Linked DNA regions of Mus musculus: all the other regions are linked to region 3. A link is a contact called in public Hi-C and HiChIP or PLAC-seq data. All regions are on one chromosome and are shown on one strand. The core of a region is the stretch at or near the end of the contact, and the rest is flanking DNA. Distances in the headings are between cores, read along the strand shown.

Region 1 (4,455 bases), core at 1,700-4,199, 450 kb after region 3:
CACGTCTGCATCACAGGAGGGAGAGAGAAGCCTCCAGGTCAGGGAGTTCTTCTGAGGGCGTTTCTGCTCTTGGTGGTGATGTCTTCCCCCAGGCCTGTCCTGTGCTGTTCCCTAAGCTCTTCCTGCAGCCACTGAAACTGCAGTTGCAGGTGTGTTTTATTTAATCCCGGCACTTGGGAGGCAGAGGCAGGCGGATTTCTGAGTTTGAGGCCAGCCTGGTCTACAGAGTGAGTTCCAGGACAGCCAGGGCTACACAGAGAAACCCTGTCTCGAAAGACCAAAAAAAAAAAAAAAAAAAAAAAAAAAAAAGAGTGTCCCTGGCAATTGTTTTGTGTATATGTGTGTGTGAGTGTGTGCACGTGTGTGCGCATGTGTGTGTGTGTGTGTGTGTGTGTGTGTGTATGTGTGTGTGATGTAGGCTCATAAAGCCGGCAGGTAACAGAGGAGCATGTTTAGTTTGCTTATGTAATGCACTTTGAAAGTACTCTGAATCTGTCACTTTACTAGAAAAGCAGGCATAGGGGGATGGTGGGGATGGGGGGTGGGGCGGGTAAGGTCCAGAATCTTTTTAGAATCATACATCAGCACGGAGTACAAAATCTCTGGACACATCATGCCATTTTATTCCTCTACGTTTTCAGAAGACCGGTCTCTACAGGAACATGCCCCCATCCCCCACCCCGCGCCCAGATTCTTTACCACTGTATTCCTATTACAAATGCAAAGCCTCCCCGCTCCTGCCACCCCTGTCCCCGCCTCAAGTGTTGCCGCCTAGGGCTCTTAGAAGCAGGCATCACATTCAGTACTGTAGACTAGGGGCTCTAAAGACTGGGAAATCGGCTTCGAGAAGTTAAATAACACAGCCCGGTCTCACTGCTAGCTGGTGGAAGCCTTGGAACTGCCCAGGAAGCTTGTAACTGTTCCCTCGGTGGGATTACTTTAGGATTTGGAGCAGATGAGTTTGCGGGAAGAGGAAGGAATGAAAGGCGGAGAGAGACAGCATCTCCCTTCAACCACCCATGATCCACAATTCTTTTCCCTTTGTATTTAGAGCTGTGACCCAAAGTCCCCCGGTTAACAGCTCTCTGTCGCAGAGAGCCGCAGGAAAGCTGGCCCCAGTGCACAAACCTCATTGATTTTCTTGTCCAGCTTCATGATTTCCACGGGCTTCATGAGTTTCTTTTGGAAGGCGCTGCGGACCCGCTGCCACTCCTGTCCTTCCCTGCAGAGAAGGGGTATGCTTAGAGCACCACGAAAGAGGCTGCGCAGTGATTCGGGGAGCGCAAAAACTAACCCTGAAGATCGCCTGGAAAAGTCTCAGGAATCTTAGCTCTCAATGAATATTCGCGGCCGCCATCAGCCATCACTGACCCGAAAGAGGCTCACTGTGTCTCTCCGTGAGCTGATAGTTTATGGTAGTTATTTTCCTCAGTGGTGTAGGCTCTGACAAGATGTCTGTGCTCTAAATGACCCCCACCTATGGTCATGCGAGCAAACTCAGGGAGTTATAAACACAAAATAAAAACAACATGAAAATAGGAGAGAGAATTGTTGGGACAAGGGAGAATCTCAATAGGAGTGGGTGGGAGTATCAGAGAGGGCACTGAGTGATGAATGCGACCGGAAATACATTATAAACACGTATAAAATTGTCAAACAACGTTAAAATATTTGGTTTGACGTTAGGGTTAAGTCTTGCCCAAGACGACACCTGGAAGGTGAAGCCCAAATAAAGCGGGCATGGTGCTTTTGATGTGTCCTGTTGGGGGAGGCAGCATGTGTGCATCCCTTCACTGAATAGCTTGTGAGGGGAACCCACTCTCTACAGCACAATTTCAGGATGGCACCAGCTCTAGGTAGAGCAGGGGCTTTATATTCGTTGTCCATACGTCCCAGGGAACTCTAACGACTCCCCTTCCCCACTGTCCCGCACGTCCAGCCTCCCATCGTCTCCGTCCAGCAGAGGGGACTGACTCACAGGATCATCAGCCCGTAGGCTTCGTTGCGATGGTCCCGATAGGCTTTCCAGGGTTTGATCTCTAGCCGCTGGGGATGCGCGCTCTCTGTGCGGTACAGAGCTTCCAGCAGGCTCGGCGAGCCCAGATGCACCGAGTCGAAGGAGCCCAGCTTCATCCGGAAAATCTGGCCATACTTCTTGTGGTACTCTGCCTGCAGCGGGGCGGGCCAAATGCCATCAGCGCGCATCCTCAGGTGCCCCGGGCGCTTCTGCCTCGAGCTGCTGACCTGAGCTCCCCCTGCCACCCCGACCGGAAGGAATAGGGAACAGGGGACAATAGGTGATTAGGAAACAAACTATTTACCAGTGTGTCGTGCTGTTTCTTCAGGCCACCTTTCCAAAAAATCTCCAGTAGGCTGCCCAGCAGTGGCCAGTTGGTGGGTCCAGGTAAGGAGGTGACGTTCCGAGTCTCACCGTCGGTCATCAGCGGGCAGAGGGGCACCTCTTTTGGCGCACGCTTCACGTGCGCCTTGGATGTCACGGACCTTGGGGGTTGCCCGAGGTCCCGCAGCCGGCGCAGGAAAGCGATCAGGGGGCGCCTTTTGTCAATGGGGCAGCTCATAGTAGCAGGCGACCCGTGACACTCGAGGAGCAGTAGGGACTGAAATGGGTAAGGTATTTCGGAAGTGCTGTTGGGTTCTGAAGTTTTGGCGATTTGGGGAAGAGAGGCAAACAGAAGCCGCGGGTGTGGTAAAATACTGTACAACAGGATGGACTTGGAAGAGGCAGATGCCCAGGGATGCTGCAAGGTGCAGTTGTTTAGGGCGCAGGTCCCTGCCCTGAGCTGGCCACAGTGGCTGGGGAAGAGCGGCCGGGGTTTGGCCCGAGTACTCTGTGGCTTTGCAAATTTGACTTCTAAGGTCTAAAGCCACGAGGGGTCAAGGAGGGTCGAAGGGATGCCGCCAGGTCTGATGTACCTCCTTGTGCCTCCCCGAGCTCCCGGGCTTAGGGACCTCGTATTTATGGGAACAGGGCATGCTGGAGGTGGCCAATGAGCACGCTGAATAAGGGCGGAGGGGGACCGACTGGCAAGGATGGGAGGGACGCGGGGGGCGGGTGTGGAAAGAGGATGGAGTCAGCGAGGTGAGTGAGGGCGCCGGGGCCTCGGGTGACCGACACGCTGCTGGCCCGGCGGACGCACCGTGGTGGACTCCACCCCGGAGATAACCTGAGAAAGGCGAGTCGAGCCCAGGGTTCAGCGGGTGCGCTGCGAGCACGCCTCCTCTCCCTCCTCCTGCAGGTTGCAGCCGGCCTTGCAGGAGCCCAAGGCTGCGCTTGCACAATCGCCACTCAGGGCGGGCAAGGTTCCTGAGGACAGTGCGGAAGACCGCCCGCGCTTGCCAAGAGAGTGGAGAGCGAGCCTGCCTCCCAACATCCCGGGAGACAAGTTTTCGTAGCCTGAGCTGGACTTCCTTTGGATGAATGTTGCCTTTTTGAGCCTCTGAAGGAAGAGAGGATTTGAAACTTACTAGGATATACCAACAAGTGGGGGGGGGGGGGGGGCGGAGATAATTTTCTTACCCAGGGTCTTAAGCTAGGCAAGAAAGCCCAATGCGATTTGCAGAATTTCCTTACCAGATTCCTCGATGCTTCGGGTTGGGTTGTTAGGGAACCGAATAAATGAATGCACGTACACAGGTGTATGTCCTCAACAAAGGATGCTAGTGGCTTTAGTTCTGCGGGAGACTGTGGAGTGCCTTGAGGGCATGGCTTGGTTCCTTTGGAGTGCTTCCCAATGTCCCCTTAAGCCTTTCCTTCTTGCACACCGCCCACCCTTCGCAGAGCAGAGGCACCCACCGATTCCTAAGCGCCCCCACTTTCTCCCTAAAGCAGGCAGAGTTAGCCACAGATGCACCCTTGCTTTTGTATCTGGATAGATTAGAGCTCACTTTCCTAATTCTGGAAAGGAAATTGGTCTTCACTGATTTAAAGTGACTCATATTGTTTCCTGCTGTTCCAATGCCAAGCGCCAGCAACCAGGCAGGAGGCAGAGACTTTCCTCCTCGGCTTTCCAGTCACCTGACCGAAGGTTACTGTGACCCAAGCAATAGCAAAGTCTTCCGTAAACACCTGTCTGCTTCTGGAAAGGCTTTTGCAAATTTGTGATTTGTGCTCCAATACTGTCGTCTCGAATTTCCCCTAAGAGGTCGTGCTAACAAACAAACAAAAACTGCATATATGCAATAATTTATATGAAATCCACTAGATCAATGTTAATATGCACTGTCGTGTATACGGCATGCACTATAAGTTCATGTAGTCTCTTGTGTTTCTGTGAAACATACATTTTATAATATATGTAGTGCACTGTAGGCCATGTGAAAGTACCATATGTTAGACTTTCAAGAGCCTGTGACAAAACTGGAATTTCACTCCAATACTTATTTATTGATTGATAATTTATTTATGTATTTACCTCCCAAATGCTGCCCCCTCCC
Region 2 (4,475 bases), core at 1,558-4,057, 310 kb after region 3:
TGAGGCTAGGAGTGCTCAGGCTTCTACAAGCACCCATGAGAGGACAAACCTCAGAGGACAGGGTGTCTACTTTCCTTCTCCCTCTAAGACGAAACAAAGCCTCTGTCATCTCCTGATGAGGACACATCACTTCTCAAGGACCTGAAAAATGGAGTTCTCAAACTGACGTTCGAGCCTCCAGATAAACAGGAGGAGGTTTCCCGCCCACTCAGTGCCACTAATGGCACTGCTGTCTTAGAACCACTAAAATTATTGGTATATCGTTGTCCCTTTGCAGGGTCCAGATGAACTAGACAGTCTACTGGATTTTTTCTTTAAATGTGTGTGTGTGTGTGTGTGCACATGCATGTACTTGCATGCACTATGTACAGTGTGTGTGTGTATGTGTGTGTATGTGTGTGTGCACATGCATGTACTTGCATGCACTATGTACAGTGTGGGTGTGTGTGGCATGTATGTGTGTGCAGAATGTGTAGTGTATCTGTGTGTGGTATGTATGTGTGGATTATGTGTATATGTATGTGTTTGTATGCATGCAGCATGTGTAGGGTATCTGTGTGTATGGCATGTGCGTATGTATGTGTGTGTAGTATGTGTAGTATATTTCTGTGTGTATGACGGATGTGTTTATGTATGTGTAGTGTATCTGCGTGTGTGGCATGTGTGTGTATATGTGCATGTATATACAGTATGTATGGTATGTGGCATGTGTGTGTGCATGTGTGTGCAGTATGCATCGTGTATGTGTGTGTGTGTGCACGAGCATGTCAGAGGACACCTTTCAGAGTCAGTTCTCTCCTTCCACCTGTTAAGGCAGGTCTCTCTTGCTTTGGGGGTCTTTGCTTGCTTTTGATTCTGTGCGGTGTCCTCCAGGCTACCTGGCCTATGAACTTCCAGGTAATTATGTCTTTGCCTCCCATTTTCCATAGGAGACCTGGGATTACAAATGTGTACCACGATATTCATCTTTTTGTATGGTCTGGGATTTAAACTCAGGTTGGCAGGGTGTCACGACCAGAATTTACCCACTGAGGGATCTCACTGGCCTGTCTTTTCCTTTTTGTATAAAGTAAGTTTACTGTGTTTCTAAGGTGAACCTTTGAAAGTTTGGGCACCAAAGTGCCCAGTATTGTGTGTAGATTTGGGGGTCCAATATAGGTATAAAAAATAAATGGAAAACATCATGATTTCTAATATTATATTCATAACATATGAAAACATATACTTTCATAATTATTAATAGAAGTAGAAATCTGAATTATGCTGTAGATTCATGTGCTATAAGCAAAATAATAGGATGGTGAATCCCTATCAACAGCTTGACAATAATGACAAGGAGCACCGCAGTTGGCTGAATCATGCAACTCCACTTCACCCCCTGAAAACGAATTCCTTTTGTGGTTATGTTTGCAACAAAGTAACAATTCACGTTAAATGAGGTCCTACAGATGGAGCTGATTTCATAGGCTTAGCGTCATTCTAGGAAGAGACACCAGGGGGCACTCTTCTTCCCTCGTTCCTCCTCTTTCCTCCCGTTTCCCCTGCAAGGTGGAAGGCAGCCATTTGCATGCAAGGGAGAGAACCTCGCCAATACTTTGCTTGTAGCCTTTCCAGCCAACAGAAACGTGTGAGAGAAATTCCTGTGGTTTGAGTCACTCACTGTATGGCGTTTCGCTCTGGCAGCCTACCCTGACATTAAATTGTTTATTGAGCCTCCACACCAGGAGTGTTCCTAGTGCTTGCCCAGTACTGATTCATCTAGGCAGGACGCTTGCTCTATGGAGTCTGCGTCCCCTACATCCTCCTAGGTAAGGGAACTGAGGGACTGGGAGATTGGCAATCTTTCCAAACAACTATAGCAAAAAAATCCATAAAAACAAGCAAACAGAAAAACCCTTTAAGCCAGGATCAGACCCAGTCCCTTTGAGTCTAAAACACAGGCTTTTAAGCACTTCTTTGTATTATTAAAGTTAACAAAAGAGCTCTGATATTTTTTATGGAAGTATCTATTTAAATTAAAAGAGTGCTGTATTATAAAATAGGGGGTTAGTAATGATGTTGAACAGCTAATTTTCCTCCCTCTGCCTCCTAAGTGCTGGGATTGCAGGCGTGTGCTACCATGCCTGGTTCTATGCAGTGCCAGGATGGAGCCCAGGGCTTCCCATGTGTGAGGCAAACCCTGTACGAAGAGGGCTGCGGGCCACCACCCAGCCCATGGTCTCATTTTTAAAGGAAGGCACCTGCACAGATGTCAAGCGTTCTGTTTGTCAATAGTAAAGAAAGCAAGGAGATGAGCATTGTTGATCTAATAAGTCTCTGTGCCAGACACCACAGAAGATGAGAGAAACCTAGAAGCACCTGCTTGCTCTACAATGTTCCAGACATGGGTGGGAAGGATCAGGAGAGACATGAGAATTGTTACAGCACCAAGAAGGGAGCAAACTCTATGACAGGGATGACCGCGGGGCACAGGAGCTCTTTGAGGAGGTGACATTTCTGCTAACACTGGAAGTCTGGGAAGAAACTTTCTACATGGAGAGAGAAGCGCTGAGGACTCGCCCCATACCATGTCTGTAGAGCCCAATACTGCTGGGTATACAGTGGGTGCTTAACCAGGCAATGTTTCACAAGTGGATATGAACTTCCAGGTCGCGAGGCTGAACCTGCCCGCAGGCTGAGTTCACGGTCACTTACTTGGCAGCTGGAGTCTTTCACGTTACTTTCTTCCGAGCGGGGGATCCCTTCGCTCGATCTCACTGACTACAACAACAAACAGACAGTATCCTTTCAGTAACCACAGCAACGGTGCACAGGTGCACGCACGACGACGATGACAATGACGACGGTGAACCCCCCTCATTTATCCTTGATATTTAGGATACAGACAGGAATGGAAAGGGGTCACTCGGAGAGCTGGGGCTGTGTCATCAGAGTCTGCTGAATTCAAGTATTAGCGTCCCGAAGGAACAACAATCAATCAAACAAATAAATGAAATAAAAATTATATATGAGCTAAATAGACATTTGCTCCTGTCTCCCCAGGAAAACACTTGTAAACCCAGCATTTAGGGGCGGGGGCAGTAGGACTATGAGATAGCCTAGGCTAAATGAGATCCTCTTTCAGAAGAAGGAGGGGAAGAAAGTAATGTTGGAAGGAAAAGGAGGTTAGAGATATGAGTGAATGAATGAATAAATGAATGAACTTGCCTGCTAACTTTTTTTTTTTTTTTTTTGCTACTTTTAGGCAGTGGAGGAGAGTTGAGTTAATGAGCACCCATCCTCCATCCTTTAGCGCCCCCTAGAGCCAGTGGCTTCCTCAACAGGGCGGTACCTAGTCAAATCTGCATCTTTGATTCCTTCAACCAGGTGAGCTAAGCAACCGGTTCCAAAGGTGTGGCCACAGGCCCAGAGGCACCAGACTCACCAGGGGACTCGTTAGAGAGATGTAAGTTCTTCACATCTGCTTAGATCCAGATCCACAGAATCAGAAACTCTGGGCCTGGGGCTCAGCCACCCGTGTTTAACAAGCTCCTCAGGGGGCTCTGAGCTGTGCTCTAACTGGCCACAAACTGTGCTGGTGCGCTCAAACTCCCACGTGACGTGAGGATGCGCGCTCATTGGTTAGTATCATCTCCTCCCAGCTGCTCAGGAAGCGGGGACTCCCAACTGCACCGCTATCAACTGGGATGTTCTCTTAGCAGACAGCACACACTCACAGAGCACAGCACAGCTCAGAACACTTCATCCTGATAACATGAGAGGCGGGTCGGGAGCTGGCCGGGTGGCTAAAGCACCTTCCATGCAAGCGGCAGGTGTGAAGACAGAGCCCAGACCCCAAGAGGCTGGGTGGGCATGGCGGCCATTTGTGATTCCAGTGCACTGGAGGAAGGTGGAAACAGGATTCCTGGCTAACATAGGCTAGTTGTATCTGAGAGCCCCTGGTTCAACCAAGAGACCACACCCTTAACACGTAAGGAAGACTCTCAACATCAGCCTCAGGTGCACATGTGCACAGGTACAGGCAAACATATATAAGCACACATACCAGACACGCACGACAAAGAAAACCTTACAGGAGCTCAAATGCATTCTGAGGGATTAGTGTTAGATGCTGCTCTTCAGTCTGAGAGATGACGCTCAAAGTGTCAGAGGAAAGGATCAGGAGGTGGGGCCTTACTGAAGGAAGTATGTCAGTGGGATGGGCTTTGAGGTTTCAAAAGCACAAGCCAATCCGTTTGTCTGTCTCTGTCTGTTTCTCTCTGTCTCTGTCTCTCTCACCCCCTCTCCCTTCCTGTGTCCTGTGGTTATGTATGGGGGCTCAGCTGCCTCTCCAGCACCATGCCTGTCTGTGTACCACCACGCTCCCCATCACAATGGTTACAGACTAACCATCTAACACACTGTGAGCCAGCTCCCGGTCAAGTGCTTCCCTTTATGGGTTGCCTTGGTCACGGTGTCTCTTCACCGCGAGAAAC
Region 3 (4,792 bases), core at 88-2,587:
TTCTGATTCGAGATGGCAACAGCCATGTCGTGCCCCGAGGACAGGGTTCCCACTGTAATACCATAGAGACGTGTGCCCTTCTCAGGAGCTTCGTGACACTGACATGTCTTATCACGGGTGAAGTTCACTTTGATGGCATGGTTTAAGTAGTGTCTGGTAACTTCTGTTAAAACATGAGACAGGCCTTTGACTTTGTAGTGCTAGCCAAGATACCCTGAAACAGGAAGAAACCATTCAGTGTCCCTCTAGCATACATGATTTTGGACATATGACTTTTATCCAAACAATGCTTTCCTCACTTGATAAGGGAGATTAAAAAGAACTATCTTTCTAAGTTGCTAGAATGGTCACTCTATAATAATCATTGTTAGTGACAGCCAGGCAAGCCAACAGGGGATCCATGGAATCAAAAGTGGAGGACTCTGGCTGGACAGACAGCTCAGTGATAAACCACAAGCCGGAAGCCCCAGGACCCATGCAAAGCCACGTGATATCCCAGTGCTCCTGTACCATGAGAGGAGGCAGAGCCAGGAGAATCCCTGGAAGCCTGTGGTCAGGTATAGGAGGCATCAAACAACAGACAAATGCTCAAACAAGGTTGCCTGACCTTCTGACCGCCACACCCTCAAATGTGCTCCCCTACCACACACACACACACACACACACACACACACACACACACACACACACACACACACACACACACGCAACCCAGATCTCAACTGGATACTTCCGGCAAGCAGCAAGATTGGCTCCTCCTTTCTTTCCTAAGGAAAGACCTTCCTGGTTACAAACAGGTAGACAGTCAGTCAGACGGGCCTGGAGAGATGACTCAGCAGTTAAGAGCACTTGCTGCTCTTGCAGAGGACACAGGTTCAGTTTCAAGCGCCCACGTGGTGACTCATAGCCATCTGTAACTCTAGTTCCAGGGAATCTATCGCCCTCTTCTGGCCTCCATGGGTACTACATGTGGCGCACACAGCATGCAGGCAGACCGCCTATATAGAGAAAATGAAAGTAATAAAAGCTCTTGGCGAAGTGAAGTGAGCAGATAAAGTCTATGACTGACTGTAACCAGCACCAGCTCATCCTACAAGCGATTACGAGGCGTTCTCTGTGCCCTAGGCCCATTGCAGACCCTCGGCTGCCTCTAATCTGGGAGCGGAATACTGCTTTCCTTGAGTTTACATCCCAGTTAGAAAGGCACAGAGTAGAGAAGCAAAGACAGGGACTATCACTCACCCTGGTTCAGTTGGAGTTCCTATAGCTGTGATGAAACATCATGACCAAAAAGCAACCCAGGGAGGAAAGGGACAATTTGATTTACATATCCTGGGTCACAGTCCACTGAGGGAAGCCAAGGGGAGGGAGCCTGGAGGCTGGAGCTGATGCAGAGGCCATGGAGGGGTGTGGCTTACTGGATTGCTTAGTTTGTTTTCTTATAGAATCCAGAACCACCAGCCCATGGATGGCACCACCCACAATGAGCTGGGCTGTTCCCCCTCCATCCCACCTCAATCACTAATATATAAAACGCCCTCAAGGTATCCCTCTGTCCAGATCTGAAGGAGGCATTTCCTTAATTGAGTCGACTGTAGCTTGTGTCAAGCTAACACAAAAGTATTTCCTAAACAAGTCTACATCTTGTTTTGTTTCGTTTTGTGTTTTGCCTTCAGACAGAATTTTTTACAATGTTGCACACGCGGCTGGCTCAGCACTGTGAACCCCCCAGCTTCCAGCTGCCCCGCACCAGGATTCCAAGCATGAGGGACCACACCCAGTTCAGCCCTCAGTGTTTCACTTGATTGCTCCTTCCATGCGAAAGGAACCCTGCATGCCCCGCCTTCAGAGTTTCACTACTGAGATTCTCCGTAGGTTTAGGCTTGCTCCTACTTCATCAATTAGAATGATTACTTCCTTGTGGAGCCTGTTTCCCACCTCCCTGCATTGGGTATCTATCATTCCAGTGCCCATAACTATCCCTTAGTTTAAAAACCTCCTAAACAGCCTTTGCCTCCCCTCAGCAACATTGGTTTAATTTTTTTAAAAAAAAAGTGCAGTGCTTTGATGTTTTGCCTGCATGGATGTCTGTGTGAGGATGTTGGATCCCCTGGAACTGGAGTTAGAGACAGTTGTGAGCTGCCATATAGGTGCTAGGACTTGAACCAGGGACCTCTGGAAGAGCAGCCAGTGCTCCTAACAGCTGAGCCATCACTCCAGCCCCACACTAATCTACTTTTTATTATGTGGTCCTGTTTTCTCTTTGTTGACAAGAACAGAAACCACGTTTGTAAAAATAGTTGCCGAGACCTTCTTGTTGAGCCCAGGCTGCACTAGGAGGAATCATGGGTAATTTTAAATGTCAACTTGCCACAACCTAGGGAAACCTGGGAGATCCTGAATGGAGATTTCCTAGGTCATACCAGCCTATGGGCATGTGTGCATGGCGACTATCTTGTTTGTTAAATGATGTAGAAAGATAAAGCCCACTGTGGGTGGCACCATTCTCTAGACAGGGAGTATTGAGCGATACAAGGCAGGAAAGAGCTAAATGGAAGCAAGTGGACTTAGGTACACTCATTCTCTGTCCTCCTCAGTTTAGTCTCATGGAACATGTGGCCTTGACTTCTGCTTGATGATGGAGGCTGTGACCTGGAATTGTGAGCTAAATAAACCTTTCTTCCCCTACGTCGCTTCTGGTCATGTTATTTTATCAGAGCAACAGAAAGAAAACTATGGCAAAGAGGTTCTCAAATGTTTTTCGGTTGGACTGTTCCATCAGTGGATGGACGCGTCTTGATTCTGCTTTTGTTTAACTGTGATGTTGGGAGGCCATGGCTCTGCCTTTCTTGCTTCGTATTGGCTAAAATGATGTGAGACACATCGATAGTGTTGCCCCTTCCTTTATGTCCCATTTCCTCTGCTATTTCAGACCTCCCTCCTTTTTTCTTTTTTCTTACATTGAAAGTAATGTATAGGTAAAAGAAAAAATACGTGGAAGGCATGAGTTATTGCCGTGGCAACAGAGAGCTTCAAACACCACAGGGGTTGCTGCTTCTTGTCTGCATATAATTCCCAACTGTTCGTGAACCTCGACAAAGCCCACAGTAAAAGGCTTACACCCTTGGGGGTTTGGCTGGGATCTACTTCTACTAATATTACTGTTTTAAAAAGAATTAATTTTTAATTTTACTAACTGAGGTTTCCTAGATCATAGTAGTCTATGGGCATGTCTGTGTGGTGATTGCCTTGATTGTTAAATGAAGTAGAAAGACCCAGCCCACTGTGGGTGGCACCATTCCCTAGACACATGACAGGGTGTATCAATGTCTCCAGCACACTTTTGGGTACATATCCAGGCCAGCTGCCTGCAGAAGGGAAAACAGAAAGTACCAAGGTCTGATTGAGAGTTTGCTCCCTCTCAGCATTGCCCTCCTTTCACACCTCACTGAGTGAGTCTTACACTCCCAGCCAGAGGAACATACTTTGCATGACAGATTGGAAATCTTTCTGGGGAGGAAAAAAAAAAAAAAGTCAAGCGAAACTCCAAACCAGCATCCTGTGGTGTTGAATTGATTTGTGAGGAATGTTCTAGAAGATGAGCAGCCCTCAGCCTCATGATTTGACACGGTGCATACAGTCACAGAGGCCTCAGTGACAGGGGTCTTCTTTAGGATGGAGTGTGATTTCCTTGTTCTCCATTCATAATTGTCTAGAATTAAAATAGCTGGTTAAAGGCTGCCTAGAGGGTTCAGTGAGTACAGGAGCTTGCTGCCAAGCCCAACTACCTGAGTTCAAGCCCTGGAGTTCACACAGTGAAAGGAGAGAACTGACTCCCAAAAGATGACCTATGTTCCTGTTTGCTTTCCCATTGCTGTGATGAAAGACCATGAGCAAAAGCAAGCTGGGGAGGAAAGGGCTCACCTGGCTTCTGTTTCCAGGTTGTAATTCATTACCGAGAAGTCAGGACAGGAACTCAAGCAGGAGCAGAGGCAGGGAACATGGAGGAGTGCTGCTTAGGAGCTTGATTTCTTATACAACCTGGAGCCCCTGTCTAACGGGTGGGGTGGGGGGAGCAGAGACCACACACAGTAGGTGGGGCCCTCCTACGTCAATTGACTGTTAAGAAAAATGCCCATGACACACTCACAAGACAATGTAAGCAGCTGAAGCTGTGTGATGAAACAGGAGGGCCTTCGTCCAGGGTGAAGGGACTAGAGCGGCTTCCAATGCGACTCGCATGGCGAGACAAGGCAGACAGCGTGCTGGGGGGAGCATGTGGATGGAGCAGAGTTTCAATGAGCAGGCTCCACCAACTTTATTTTTCCCCCACAGCTTATATATCCCAACAAGCTCTCTCAGGCAGTACAGGGGTCACAATGTGGTTACACTCTTTTTCTTTTCTTTAAGTGAATGATTACAGTGTACATAAGAAAGAAAGAAAAAAAACATGTTCCCCAATACCCTCGCATGAATAAATACTCTGTAGTACAGGTAAACACACACACATGGGCACATACACACATACATACACATAACATACACACATACACACACACATACACACACACACATACACACACACATACACACATACACACACATATACACACATACACACACATACACAAACACACACACATACACACACATGCACACACGCACACACACAAACACATGCACACACATACACACACATGCACACACACATACACACACATATATACACACACACATACATACACATACACATGCACACACACATACACACACATGTACACACACACATGAA

What was found. A called contact is a pair of places that touch in the nucleus more often than the background predicts. HiChIP or PLAC-seq counts read pairs in DNA pulled down with a chosen protein or histone mark.
Region 1: a contact with region 3 is called in a Hi-C map of embryonic stem cells, with 2.2 times the contacts expected there. The contact joins the promoter of Cyp24a1 here to the enhancer-like site in region 3. A contact is called at or near these places in 6 of 39 promoter capture datasets (the 3T3-L1 cell line, the C10 cell line, embryonic stem cells and 2 more), 9 of 484 Hi-C or Micro-C datasets (B cells, the G1E-ER4 cell line, embryonic stem cells and 2 more), 5 of 115 datasets of contacts at active chromatin or transcription factors (T-cell acute lymphoblastic leukemia, bone marrow-derived macrophages, embryonic stem cells and 1 more) and 1 of 9 other capture datasets (liver).
Region 2: a contact with region 3 is called in an H3K4me3 HiChIP or PLAC-seq map of embryonic stem cells, with 22 read pairs. The contact joins the promoter of Bcas1os2 here to the enhancer-like site in region 3. A contact is called at or near these places in 12 of 39 promoter capture datasets (the 3T3-L1 cell line, the C10 cell line, the HPC-7 cell line and 6 more), 5 of 15 datasets of contacts at CTCF or cohesin (CD8 T cells, embryonic stem cells, large pre-B cells and 2 more), 49 of 484 Hi-C or Micro-C datasets (B cells, the C10 cell line, CD4 T cells and 28 more), 9 of 115 datasets of contacts at active chromatin or transcription factors (the 230-238 cell line, acute myeloid leukemia, embryonic stem cells and 4 more) and 3 of 9 other capture datasets (adipose tissue, liver and pancreatic islet).

The regions. Positions count from the first base shown.
Region 1 is chr2:170,494,196-170,498,650 of GRCm38.p6, forward strand. It overlaps Cyp24a1 (cytochrome P450, family 24, subfamily a, polypeptide 1), which reads right to left and starts at 2,950. Exons shown (of 12, transcript NM_009996.4): 1 at 2,322-2,950; 2 at 1,979-2,169; 3 at 1,129-1,222. The coding sequence starts at 2,579. It also overlaps a transcript of Pfdn4 not described here.
Region 2 is chr2:170,353,554-170,358,028 of GRCm38.p6, forward strand. It overlaps Bcas1os2 (breast carcinoma amplified sequence 1, opposite strand 2), which reads left to right and starts at 2,808. Exons shown (of 8, transcript NR_040610.1): 1 at 2,808-2,845; 2 at 3,245-3,366. Bcas1 (breast carcinoma amplified sequence 1) reads right to left here. Exons shown (of 13, transcript NM_029815.2): 11 at 2,695-2,760.
Region 3 is chr2:170,045,179-170,049,970 of GRCm38.p6, forward strand. It overlaps a transcript of Tshz2 not described here. Among named protein-coding and RNA genes, the nearest start is that of A630075F10Rik, 23 kb to the right of the region's middle. Within about 2 kb of position 1,338, at least 18 of the 459 cell types and tissues checked have an H3K27ac peak or open chromatin away from gene starts, as enhancers often do. A contact at or near this core is called in embryonic stem cells and uterus, where this site is marked.